2 separate regions of the Mus musculus genome follow, and region 1 is linked to region 2. Evidence: chromatin contacts called from public Hi-C data. All regions are on one chromosome and are shown on one strand. The core of a region is the stretch at or near the end of the contact, and the rest is flanking DNA. Distances in the headings are between cores, read along the strand shown. Region 1 has its middle 7.8 kb from the start of 4930505K14Rik. Region 2 has its middle 62 kb from the start of Ubl3.

Region 1 (5,475 bases), core at 2,094-4,593, 280 kb before region 2:
AGCAACCAACAGTGACCAGCAGCAACCAACAACCCACCAAGACTCTCAAGGCCCTAGCATATATATATATATATATATATATATATATATATATATATATATATATATATATATATATATATATATATATATACCCCCTGAAAAGTCCTCAGAATTCTAAACATCACACAATCGCAGCTGGCAAAACCATGCCTCTGCTAGAGCATGAGGAAAATCATAACCAGCTGCTGTGGACAATCTGAAGCAGCCTCATATCTTACATCTGGAATTAAAACAAAAACATATTCTTATAACATTTCTGTGTTGTTTTGTTTTCTTTTTGTTTTCTTTTTAAAGAAATCAAACCTCCAAAATTGTTACTATAGACTTCATTTCCTCAAATTTCCTCCCAAATATTGTCACCAGCTGGGAACCAAATCTCAATCCATAGCCCTTTGCAAAGTGTGGTGGTTTGGATGACAATGGACCCCATAAACCCCATTTAAATGCTTGGTCCTCCACTGGTGGAACTGTTTGGAAAGAATTAGGATGCGTGGCCTCATTGGAGGAGATGTGTCATAGGGGAACAGGCTTTGTGTTTCCCAGTTAGCTCTCCCTCTTCCTCCAACTTTAGTGTCAGATGTAAACTCTCAGTTACTGCTTCAGCACCATGCCTGCCTGTCTATTGCCATGTTTTCCCCCCATGATGGACACCCTCTGAAACTGTAAACAAGCCCCAAATTAAATGCTTTTATTCATTGCTTTGGCCATTGTGTTTCTCTACAGCAACAGAAAAGTAACTACTATAAAACCTGATGTTATCATGAGTTGAATCTGCCTTCTCCAAACATGCTGACATCCTAACCAGCAAAAGCCAGAGGCAGGGACCTATCTGCTGATGGATGGGGCTGATGACCAAGACAAAGTCACTAGGGTAGGCTCTAGTTAAGTATGATGAAGGATGAAACATTTGTAAAGACTACCAGCAATCCCTCAGAGTCTGAGAGACGGTTTTGATTTTTTTTTTTACAGACCTCAGAAAAAACCAGCCCTGCCTGTAGCTTGGTCTTGGACTTCTGGCTTCCAAAACGGTAAAATAAAATTTCCTCATTCCGGGACTTGGAATGCAGCTCAATACTAATAGCCCTTGCTTACCAGGTGCAAGGCTCTGGATTCCTTGCTCAGCACCATGACGCTAACAAGCCATTCAGTTTCTGGTACTTTGCTCTGGCTGTTCCAACAACCAACAGGGATGTTTTATAGAAAAAAAATAGCCTCACAGGTATAAATGACCTCTCTAGCTTGAATGCACACATACATGCAAATATATATATATAAGCTTTAGAGAATTCATGCTTGCCTAGTTTCGTTTGCAAGTTTTTGTGATTCCCTGAGGTGGGTAGGATGTGCCGGGGGCAGCCTGTGCTCATTAGACAAAGTGAAAGCTTCAACTAACAGCCTAATCGAATTTGATTTAGTAAAACATCTGTCCAATTAAGTCTGACTGAGAAAAATAGAATCTGTAATATATGTATTTCGAGTCAGCACCTAGGACTCTGCTGAATTTGCTGAAACAAGAGCTTCCAGACAATTCCTCAGAGATAATTATTGTGCTCATGTCCTCCAGACCGATCTGCCATGTGTCCAGGTTGATTACCTGCCCTGTCTGTCTTGTCCTAACAGATTGTCAGGAAAGGTGGAGGCGACGTTTTACTCGCCCTTTTACTTCCTGCTCCTCCTCCGACTCCCACAGTAGGGCTCCATACAAGCTGGAGACTCAAGTATGGGATGATAGACTGCACCCACAACCCGACACCAGGAGTAGGAATGGCACAGTCAGAAAATGGGTCCCATAGAAGCTCAGAGACTAACCCGGGATAGAGAGCAACAGTTTGCTACAGAAATACTAGAGATGTTAGAGGCTGGATCCAGAGCAGGGAAGGGTGGGGGGCGGGGGAGGGAGCTGGGGCGGGGCAGGGGCGGGGCTGGGACAGAGGCAGGGTAGAAGAGCAGGGAAGTATAGAACCTGAGGGTTTTCAGTGAGGAGTCCTTGGAGGGTGGTAACGTTTTGCTGAGGTAACCCTTCCTTGGTGGGGACGGAGTTCTTCGGTTCCGTCCAATGATCTATCTGGTAGCCCAGCACTCAGGTAAGAACCTTGGAGGCTGCCAGTTCTAGTGCCTTCCAAATCTGCCTTTTCTCTCTTGGGAGTAAAGAGCAAGCATTGATCAACAAAGCCTGGCGTTTTCATTTACAATGAAGGAAGTTCTAATTCCAGCTCCGTCCTGGCTGTCTTTTTTTGTCATTCATTCCATGGGAAAGTTACTCTGGGCTGGCTGCACTGGGCTCTGAGCCAAGTTCGCCCCTGGTTTGCCTTACCAGCCCCCTCAGATCAGTTTGAAAGGTAGTGGAATTGCTTGTCCACGACTTTATGCCCAAACTAGAAGTGGTAAGAATTTCACTCTTTGAGCACTGACTGTAGCTAGTGCTAAAGTAAGTGTTTCATATGTGTTATTGTCTAAGTCATAAGATGTCAGCATCATCATCAAAGGGCAAGAAACATAAGAAATGGCTATACTCAGGAGGGGTGTGACCTGAGTAGTTGTCCTGTCCCAGCCCCCATATTGAAATTCTTTTTTTTTAAAGATTATTTATTTTATGTATATGAGTGCACTGTCGCTGTCCATATTTATTTATTTATTTATCATTTTATATATGTGAGTACACCATTGCTTTCTTCAGACACACCAGAAGAGGGCATCAGATCCCATTACAGATGGTTGTGAGCCACCATGTGGTTGCTGGGAATTGAACTCAGGACCTCTAGAAGAGCAGTCAGTGCTCTGAACCGCTGAGCCATCTCTCCAGCCCCCATGTTGAAATTCTAACATCCAGGGCTATGATCCGGAGACCAGGTCTGAGAAATGACTGTGTAATAATGGTGCAGCTGTCATGGGTGGGAACACTCCACTTATGAGCCAGTCTCCAGAGAGCTCTCTCTCTCCTTTTCTTAAGTGTAAGAACTCATTAAGTCCACAGTGTACAACTGGGAATATTTCCTTCTTTAGAAGCCAACCATGCTGGTAGCCTGGTCTCAGACTTCTGGCAGCTGGGATGGTGAGCAATGTATTTCTGTGGTTTATAAATTCACCTCGTCTGTGAGAGTTTGTTACAGTAGTCTGAGCTGAACTAGGACTCCTCTCATCAGGCTAAGCAGCACAACCCTGGCACAGATCTTCACAGGGTCATCACTATGAACAGACATTAAATCATGCTGTCATCGATGGGTACGCTAAAGCCACATGGAGAGTCAGACAGCAGAGCCTTGCTGCTTCTCAGCAACCAGGGCCTCCACTTCCTCACACAGGATGTGACTGCTTTGTGGTCGGCATGAATAAGTTCATCCAGTCTTCATTACAATCCTGCAATTGTATATCCTGCAACACAGTTCCCAATGTACACCCAAGAGATGACCCCTGGGCATCACTGGGGGGGGGGGTATCTTGATTACATTGACTTATATGGGAAGTCTCTCTCTCTCTCTCTCTCTCTCTCTCTCTCTCTCTCTGAGGCAGGGTTTCTCTGTGTATTCTTGGCTGTCCTGGAACTCCCTCTGTAGACCAGACTGGCTTCAAACTCACAGAGATCCACCTGCTCCTGCCTCCCCAGTGCTGGGATTAGAAACAAACACCACCAGGCCTGGTGGGGAAGATTCATCCTAACTGTGGCTGGGGCCAGTGCCTGGGCAGGGGTTCCTGGACAGTACAAAAATAAGACATTGAGCCCTTGCTCACATTTGTCTCTCTCTGCTCCGTGACTGCAGATGAAGGTGGCCATCTCCTGTCACTGTGGGACTGTGACTCCGGTCTGGAACGGTAATCCAGAATGAAACCCTTCTTCGTTAAGTCACTTTAGTGAAAGTGTCTTCTTATCACAGCGACAGAAGGAAAATTACCAAGGACATGGGCGTCCCTAAGATCCTTCAGGTCCTTCTCTGTGGCAGTGGCAAACATCTCATCCTCACAGACTGGATCTGTCTCTCTTCTCTGGTAGGGACATTTCTCCTTCTACGTCGCTGACCAGATCAGATCACATGAAACCCTGGGCTATGACCCAAGCAGACACACAGGAGCCATTCAGGTGCTGGCTTTCTGAGCAGGAGAAGGCATGTCCTCCCCAGGAGCTGCCACATGTCCTTGTGTTGAAATGCACAGTGACCAGAGGGGACCCAGACTACTACAGTGTGCGTGGCCTCTGGCTCTCTCTGAGCTGCTGCCTAAAGGGCACACTGGCTTTCAAGACTGAAAAATGAACCACGTTCTCTCTGACCTTATGGACAGGGTTGTGGGAGGGCTGTGGAGGAGGGAAGCTCTTGAGCGAGGGAGTTGCTTTAGAATAGGGCTGCCTTGGTCCACACTGTTTTAAAGGTCCACACGTGCTCTCCTCCAGGCATCCGGCTCTAATGAGCTACGCAGTGCCTGGCCAGGCCCAAGATACATTCCGGAGGCAAGAGAAAGACTGGAGATTTAATCAAGAGACATGTGATGTTCAATTGAGCCCCAAATTGCTTTTTTGAACATAACATCAAATAAAATGAGAGAGGGGAGGGCTGGACTTTTCTGCAAGCAGGTGAGTCACCCGGAGTGAGCAGGGGAGGGTCTGGAAACCTCTGGAATGAAGTCGAAACAGCAAGTCCCAGGAAGTCGGCAGCCAGGGATGGGCAGGATGAGAGACAGCCATGCAGTTTCCTGCCGTCCCTCGCCTGCCTCCTCAGCCTTCCGCCATCTCCTTGGGTCTCACAGCTTGGTGTGGCTGGAGAATTTTTGCTCTTTTCTCTAAGGGGTTACAGGTGTGTTGAGTCCTTTGGGTGTCTGGCAGAATCAGGCTAAAGGGGAGCTAGGGAAGGGAGGTACCTTACCTGTGGCCTGAGGAACTTGTCGTTTATAATAACTAATAATTCTCAGATGACAGTAACCGCTTGTTGAAATATAATTTATATAGTCAGTTTATAATATATGTATATATATATGTATATATATATATATATATATACACACACACACACACATATATATATATATATATATATATATATATATATCTCCACACATATATACACACACACCCACACATACACATACATATGGTTCTTTGTTTTAAGATAGAGACTTACTATGTTGCCTAAGTCTCAGGCTCCTGGCCTCAATAGATTCTCCTGCCTCAGCCTCCTCATTGCTCGGACTTTAGGTACATTTATTTCCAGCCCTGAGGAATTTTGATCAATGGAAACAGCTTCTTGATCAGCACCATTACAAGAGGAAAACTTGTACCTCATTAAAATGCGTCTCAGCACCTCCATCGTGAACAGTGTGCCCCAAACCCTCATCTCAGGCAAGCCCAGCTTCACTTTTTCTATATTTTGACATTGATACTCAACAGCCGTTCCTTTGCTGCTGTTTTAATTTGTTATGTGAATGGGTATTTGGCCTGAGCGAATG
Region 2 (5,723 bases), core at 2,704-5,203:
TCCTGTAGGACCTCTTGTGACAGATGTAGCACACAGGACATGTCTAAAGAGTTATTTTTCAAAGTCACTGTCTGAAATGATCCTCCTCTAGCTAAGAAATTAGAAGCAGCTTCCTCTTTATACAGTGGGTTCTGGAGGGTGGTTCCTTATAACTGCACCTATGAAGGTTGGGTGCTTTGGTTCTCCTGACTCATGCACCCAGGGCTCCCCAACAGATGGCCCCAGGTGGGGTGAGATTTCCACTCACAGCTAAGTGTGCAGAAAGCAAAACTGAGTGCGAAGCTTCCATTTTGCTGCTCAGCCAGGCTAGTGGTTTATGGCTTGAAAGCAGCGACTTCCTCGTTTGCATGTGACTTCTCCATGTGGCACCTGCTGACTGCCATAGAGCGTTGGCCAAGATGGGGACCCAGTTTTCCAGTGTGGTGCAGGGAGTTTCCTGAAAGATCAGGGGTGGTCTAACCTTTGCTCCATAACTAATGCACACTGCTAACGTCTTTCTAGTTATGCTTGATAGACTGAGCCTGGTTGTGGAGAGCTCTTGGAACAGCGTCTAGGAATTTGGCAGGAATTTGACTTTGGGCTAGGACAAGGATGTAGGCTCAAGATCTTGATCATCTTGGACTTTGTTGCCTTGTTTGTTCCTTGACCTAGAACTGACCTTATTCTTTGCATGTACTTAGAGTGGTATAAAAGCAGACTGGAGAAAAATAAACCCGTGTCAGCCTCAAAACAGGCTGGGGTCATGCTATGGTGTTGTCTAATTCTCTTCTTCTTAATCCTCGCTCCCTCCCTGGAGAACCCATTGAGTGGTGGAGCTGGCTTATCACCTGGTTTTGGTGCTAAGCCTTCTCTATCTGTGGGCTCCGTCCCACAGACTAAAAAGGAGACATTGTTGTCTGTACAGAATCTATAATTTTTGTTTTGATTCATTTCCTTGCAGGGAAGGGATTAAAATCTCTGTGGATGCTCGGTAAGTTCTGTACCCCGCAGCTAGACCCTCAGTGTGATACTGTAGAATCTCTTAGAAGCATCATCTGTCAATAAAAAAAGCCGATGGCCAATGAGCTGAGGCAGGAAATAGGAGGTGGGACACTGGCAGCAAGAGAGGATTCTGGGAAATAGGGAGAGAATAAAAAGAGACGCTAGGAGAGAGGCTGAGCAAGAAGCAGGTCAGGACTGAAGGAACTGTAATTAACATGTGGAAGGCAGAATAGTTTGAATGAGTTAAATAAGTTGCAAGGCTGACATCTATCTGTACAGCATTTGCCCCGTCTTAGGTATTACTGTAACCCAGAGGGAATTTAAAGCACACATGAGAATGGAGGTTCAATGCAGCCATTTTATTCTTAAGCATCTGTTGATGTGGTGTTCACAAGGGACCCTGGCACCAATCTCCAAAGGCACTTCGAGGCAAATCATCGACTCTGACCTGCATACTATCCGACCTCAACTCTCACTTCCCACCAATGCTTTTCAGTCTAGGCTCCTCCCGGCTTCAGGAATGCTCACACCATTCCTGCCCCCAGTTAGACTCTGGCTTTCCCTTGTCTGGTACCCACCTGCACCAGGCCCTCTAATTCAGAATTAGCGCTATCTCCTCCCCCACCCCAGAATCTCCCTGAGGACCCGTGGTCATCACGTACACACGGGAGACACAGCACAGAGTCAGGAGCAGGTGCTTATGTCTGCCCTTTCTGCTGACCAGCTGTGATCCATGGTTTCCTTAGCTTCAAAACATGAAGGTTGGCCGGGCGTGGTGGCGCATGCCTTTAATCCCAGCACTCGGGAGGCAGAGGCAGGCGGATTTCTGAGTTGGAGGCCAGCCTGGTCTACGAAGTGAGTTCCGAGACAGCCAGGGCTACACAGAGAAACCCTGTCTCGAAAAAAACAAACAAACAAACAAACAAAACCAAAAAACAAAAACCATGAAGGTTGGACCAAGGAGCACAGTATCCTTCCGATGTTAACATATTCCAAGACGCCAAAGCTCCACCCCTCCTCAGGAACCTCACTGTTCTTGAGCGCGTGTTATTTCAACTGCAGCGATGTCTTTGCGTCCAGACGCTTTTCTCCACAAGGTCGACTGCACACAGGTGAAATGGCTTATTCAGTTGCTAGGAACAAGTCCCCCTTACGCTGAATGACCGACGGGGGCTGTTATCCTTCCTGTCACACCGCTGCTCCTCCTCAGAGCCGGCCTGTGCTTTATGGATGGAATAAACAGCTTACATATGTTCAGATACTGGTTTGTCTACCGAGCCCTTCTACCCACAGCGAAGGCCGACTGGTGACAGAGCAGAGAAAGAGTTGAGGGTAAGGTCCAAAGGCAGCGGCTGATCAGGCTCAGGGGACAGAGTATAGGCCACGATGGGCTCAGTAGAGACCCTGCCAGTCAGCGCCAAGGGACAGAGGCTCCTGAAGCCTCCAGGATGATGGATGGACTTGGTAAAATAATTCCGTCATTGCGTGAAATCAGGCCCCGCCCCTTTCTTCAAAAGACACAAAGATAGAGGCTTCCCAGACCTTCAGTCAAAGTTCCGTGGGAAGTTCACCAGTGGCCTCTCTCAGGATGCCTCCCACAACTGGGCCACATCTTGGCCCCCACTCTAAAGCTGAGAGATTTGTCCCAAATGTAAGAAAATTGGGCATGATTATGTTGATCCTATAATTTTACAAGCTTTTTTTTTCTGTAGCAAATTTCTCAGGAACTTATTTTTCATGGTATATCACATCTTTTTTTTTTTTTTTTTTTTTTCTAGTAGCCTAGGCAAGGTCAGCTTTCTAAAGAAAAAAGATTTACCATGTTCACAGTCCCACAGACTCAATGGCATGGTCCCTGACATTGGCTGGGCATCAGCCAATGACAGAAGTACAAAGGAAGGCGGGGAGGGAGGGGGGAGGGAGGGGGAAAGAAGAACAAATGATGCCCCCCTCTCACCTCTGAGGGTGCACATACCTGTAACACAACATAAACACGGGCAAATGCTTATACAAATAAAGTTTAAAGAGAAGTTATTTTTCATTTAGTTAATTTACTTTACCATGCGGGGCTTGACCCCTTGTATTTAGCTGTGTCCCTGAGCTTGCCGGCTTCCTACTTATTACTGGGATGCATTCGTTTAAGCAAATGGCGACCTTGACTGCACCTCGTCTTATATACATGAGCATCTCGAGTAGATTAGGGCATTCTGCACAGTACGAGAAGAACGCTGTCAAATTCAGGAGCTACTCCCTGGAAAGGAAACCACGGGCCACCACCCCTGCTGTCGCAGCTGAGTTTGTGCTGGTTCTCTGTCACACAGCCGTGGCTTTGCTAGGGCCCCATATAAAGAGCTTCCACGTGGGCACCTTCAATACAGAGATTGTTGCCTTTGGACACTGGAGGCAAGAAGTCTGCAGTGCTCGTTTCTTCTGAGAGCCGCTAAAGAGGCTCTGCACTGGGCTTTCCTCCAAGCCCTGAGGCTAGCTGGCAGACTCTCACAGACACATGGCGCTTGCTGCTCTCCCTTCACGGTCAAACTGCGTCTCCCTGCCTGTGTCCAAATCTCTTTTTATGACACCAGTCATACTGGGTTGGGATTTACTGTGAAGTCATAGTGACTAATTACACCTTCAGTGACCCTCTTTTCAAGTGAGGGCCCGTTGGAGGTACTGGGGGTTAAGATGTCAACATATCAGCCTAAGAGCATAGGACACACTTCAGTCCTTAACACCCACGGTATCAGTTTCTGTTACCGTAATAAAATACCCTGACCACAAGTAACTTAGAGATGAGAGCATCTCTTTTGGCTTAAGTTCCAGAGGACTAAAAGTCCATTATGGTAGAAGCATGAAGGAGCAAGGAGTCAAGAGATCACACCTCCACCGCAAGCAAACTCAAGAAGCAGAGAGAGAACTGGAGGCGGGCGGGGCTATGAAATTGCAAAGCGCACCCCCTTATAGTGACGCACTTCCTCCAGCAAGGCCACACCTCCCGAAGGTTCCATTCACCCTTCCCCACCCTTCAAATCTCCACCAACCAGGGAACTGAGCCTTTGGGGGGGGGGGGCATTTTTCACTCCAGCCAACACACCTACAGGCGTTTGCTAGATGCTGAGAGACAGCAGGAGGTGAGCAGTCCATTTGCTACTCCAGCTGGGGGAACCTGCGTCTGTGTGTACAGTGAGCAGGAAAGCAGACATGCGAGCGAGGTTTTACAGGAACACAAGGAGTGACTCTCAGGGAAATGGCACTTCAAGGCTGCATAAATAATCACAACCTTTACGTTGTGTCTAAGGGAGACTTGATTAAGACTCAGTTAAAACTCAGGTGCCTGGGGTGTAAAATTATGTGGTCAGAGAGAAAGGGGAAGTCTTACACACTGTTGGGGAGAATGTGGACCGCTGATGCTATCTCCAAGGAAATTAGTATGGGAGTTTTTCAAAAGGGCTAAAAATAGAACTATTATATGACCCAGCTCTAACACTCCTAGGCATTTATCCAAAGTACCCCATGCCAACACACTACAGAGACCCCTGCTGCCGCAGTCACAATTGCTAAGAGATGGAACCAGCCTAATGCCCATCATCTGGAGAATGGATCAAACAAACAAACAAACAAACAAACAACAACAACAACAAAAAACAACAACTGGGGGTTATTCATCTGTAAAGAGGAATAAAATCATGACATTTACAGGAAAGTGGGAGGGAACGGCAGATATATACGTATTGGATCTATGTATATGTAATTTACATATATACATACATATAATGGCTGGGGAGATAGAACAATTGATCCATTACCTGCCATGCAAGCACGAGGACCTGAGTTCAGTCTTTAACACCCATGTAGAAGCTGACTGTAGCCACACATGCCAGTAATGCCAGCACTTGGGAGGCAGAGACCGGAGAATCCCTAGTTGTATGTCAACTTGACTCAAGCTACAGACATCAGGGAGGAGGGAGCCTCAACTGAGAAAATGCCTCCAGAAGAGCCCACCGTAAGCAGATAAACCTGTAATGCATTTTCTTAATTAGTGGTTTGGTGGGGTACCATTCCTTGGGCTGGTGGTCCTCGGTTCTATAAGAAAGCAGGCTGAGCAAGCCATGAGGAGCAAGTCAGTAAGCAGCACCCCACCCCCACCCATGGCCTCTGCATCAGCTCCTGCCTCCAGGTCCCTTTACTGCTCTGATTTTCCTCAGTAATGGACTGTTAACTGGAAGTTTAGGCAAAATAAACCCTTTTCTCCTCAAGTTGCTTTTGGTTGCAGCAATAGGCCCTAATTAAGACATTCTCCAAGGAGCCAGGCTTGCCAAATTCATAAGCTTCGGGTTCAAGGAGAGACCCTATTTCAAAAACTAAGGTGGAAAAAAAAAAAAAAAGTTGGGCGTGGTGGCACATGCCTTTAATCCCAGCACTTGGGAGGCAGAGGCAGGAGGATTTCTGAGTTCAAGGCCAGCCTGGTCTACAAAGTGAGTTCCAGGACAGCCAGGGCTATATGAGAAACCCAAAAAAAAAAAAAAACCAAAAAAAAAAAAACCAAAAAACTAAGGTGGAAAGGAATTGAGAAAGACACACAATAGTGGCCTCTGACCTCTACATGCAAGCATGTGTATACACACACACACTCGCACGTGTGCACACACACACACACACACACACACACACACAGGGGACTATTCAGACACGTAGGAAACACACACATACAGCCTCTAACACAGCAGTGTTCTTTTAAACATGCA

What was found. A called contact is a pair of places that touch in the nucleus more often than the background predicts.
Region 1: a Hi-C map of bone marrow-derived macrophages shows a contact between it and region 2, with 26 read pairs. The contact joins two enhancer-like sites. A contact is called at or near these places in 2 of 15 datasets of contacts at CTCF or cohesin (the NIH/3T3 cell line and large pre-B cells), 2 of 484 Hi-C or Micro-C datasets (bone marrow-derived macrophages and embryonic stem cells) and 2 of 115 datasets of contacts at active chromatin or transcription factors (effector CD8 T cells and regulatory T cells).

Annotation. Positions count from the first base shown.
Region 1 is chr5:148,767,454-148,772,928 of GRCm38.p6, reverse strand. No RefSeq gene overlaps it. Among named protein-coding and RNA genes, the nearest start is that of 4930505K14Rik, 7.8 kb to the left of the region's middle. Within about 2 kb of position 3,343, at least 63 of the 459 cell types and tissues checked have an H3K27ac peak or open chromatin away from gene starts, as enhancers often do. A contact at or near this core is called in bone marrow-derived macrophages, effector CD8 T cells and regulatory T cells, where this site is marked.
Region 2 is chr5:148,487,746-148,493,468 of GRCm38.p6, reverse strand. No RefSeq gene overlaps it. Among named protein-coding and RNA genes, the nearest start is that of Ubl3, 62 kb to the left of the region's middle. Within about 2 kb of position 3,953, at least 183 of the 459 cell types and tissues checked have an H3K27ac peak or open chromatin away from gene starts, as enhancers often do. A contact at or near this core is called in bone marrow-derived macrophages, effector CD8 T cells and regulatory T cells, where this site is marked.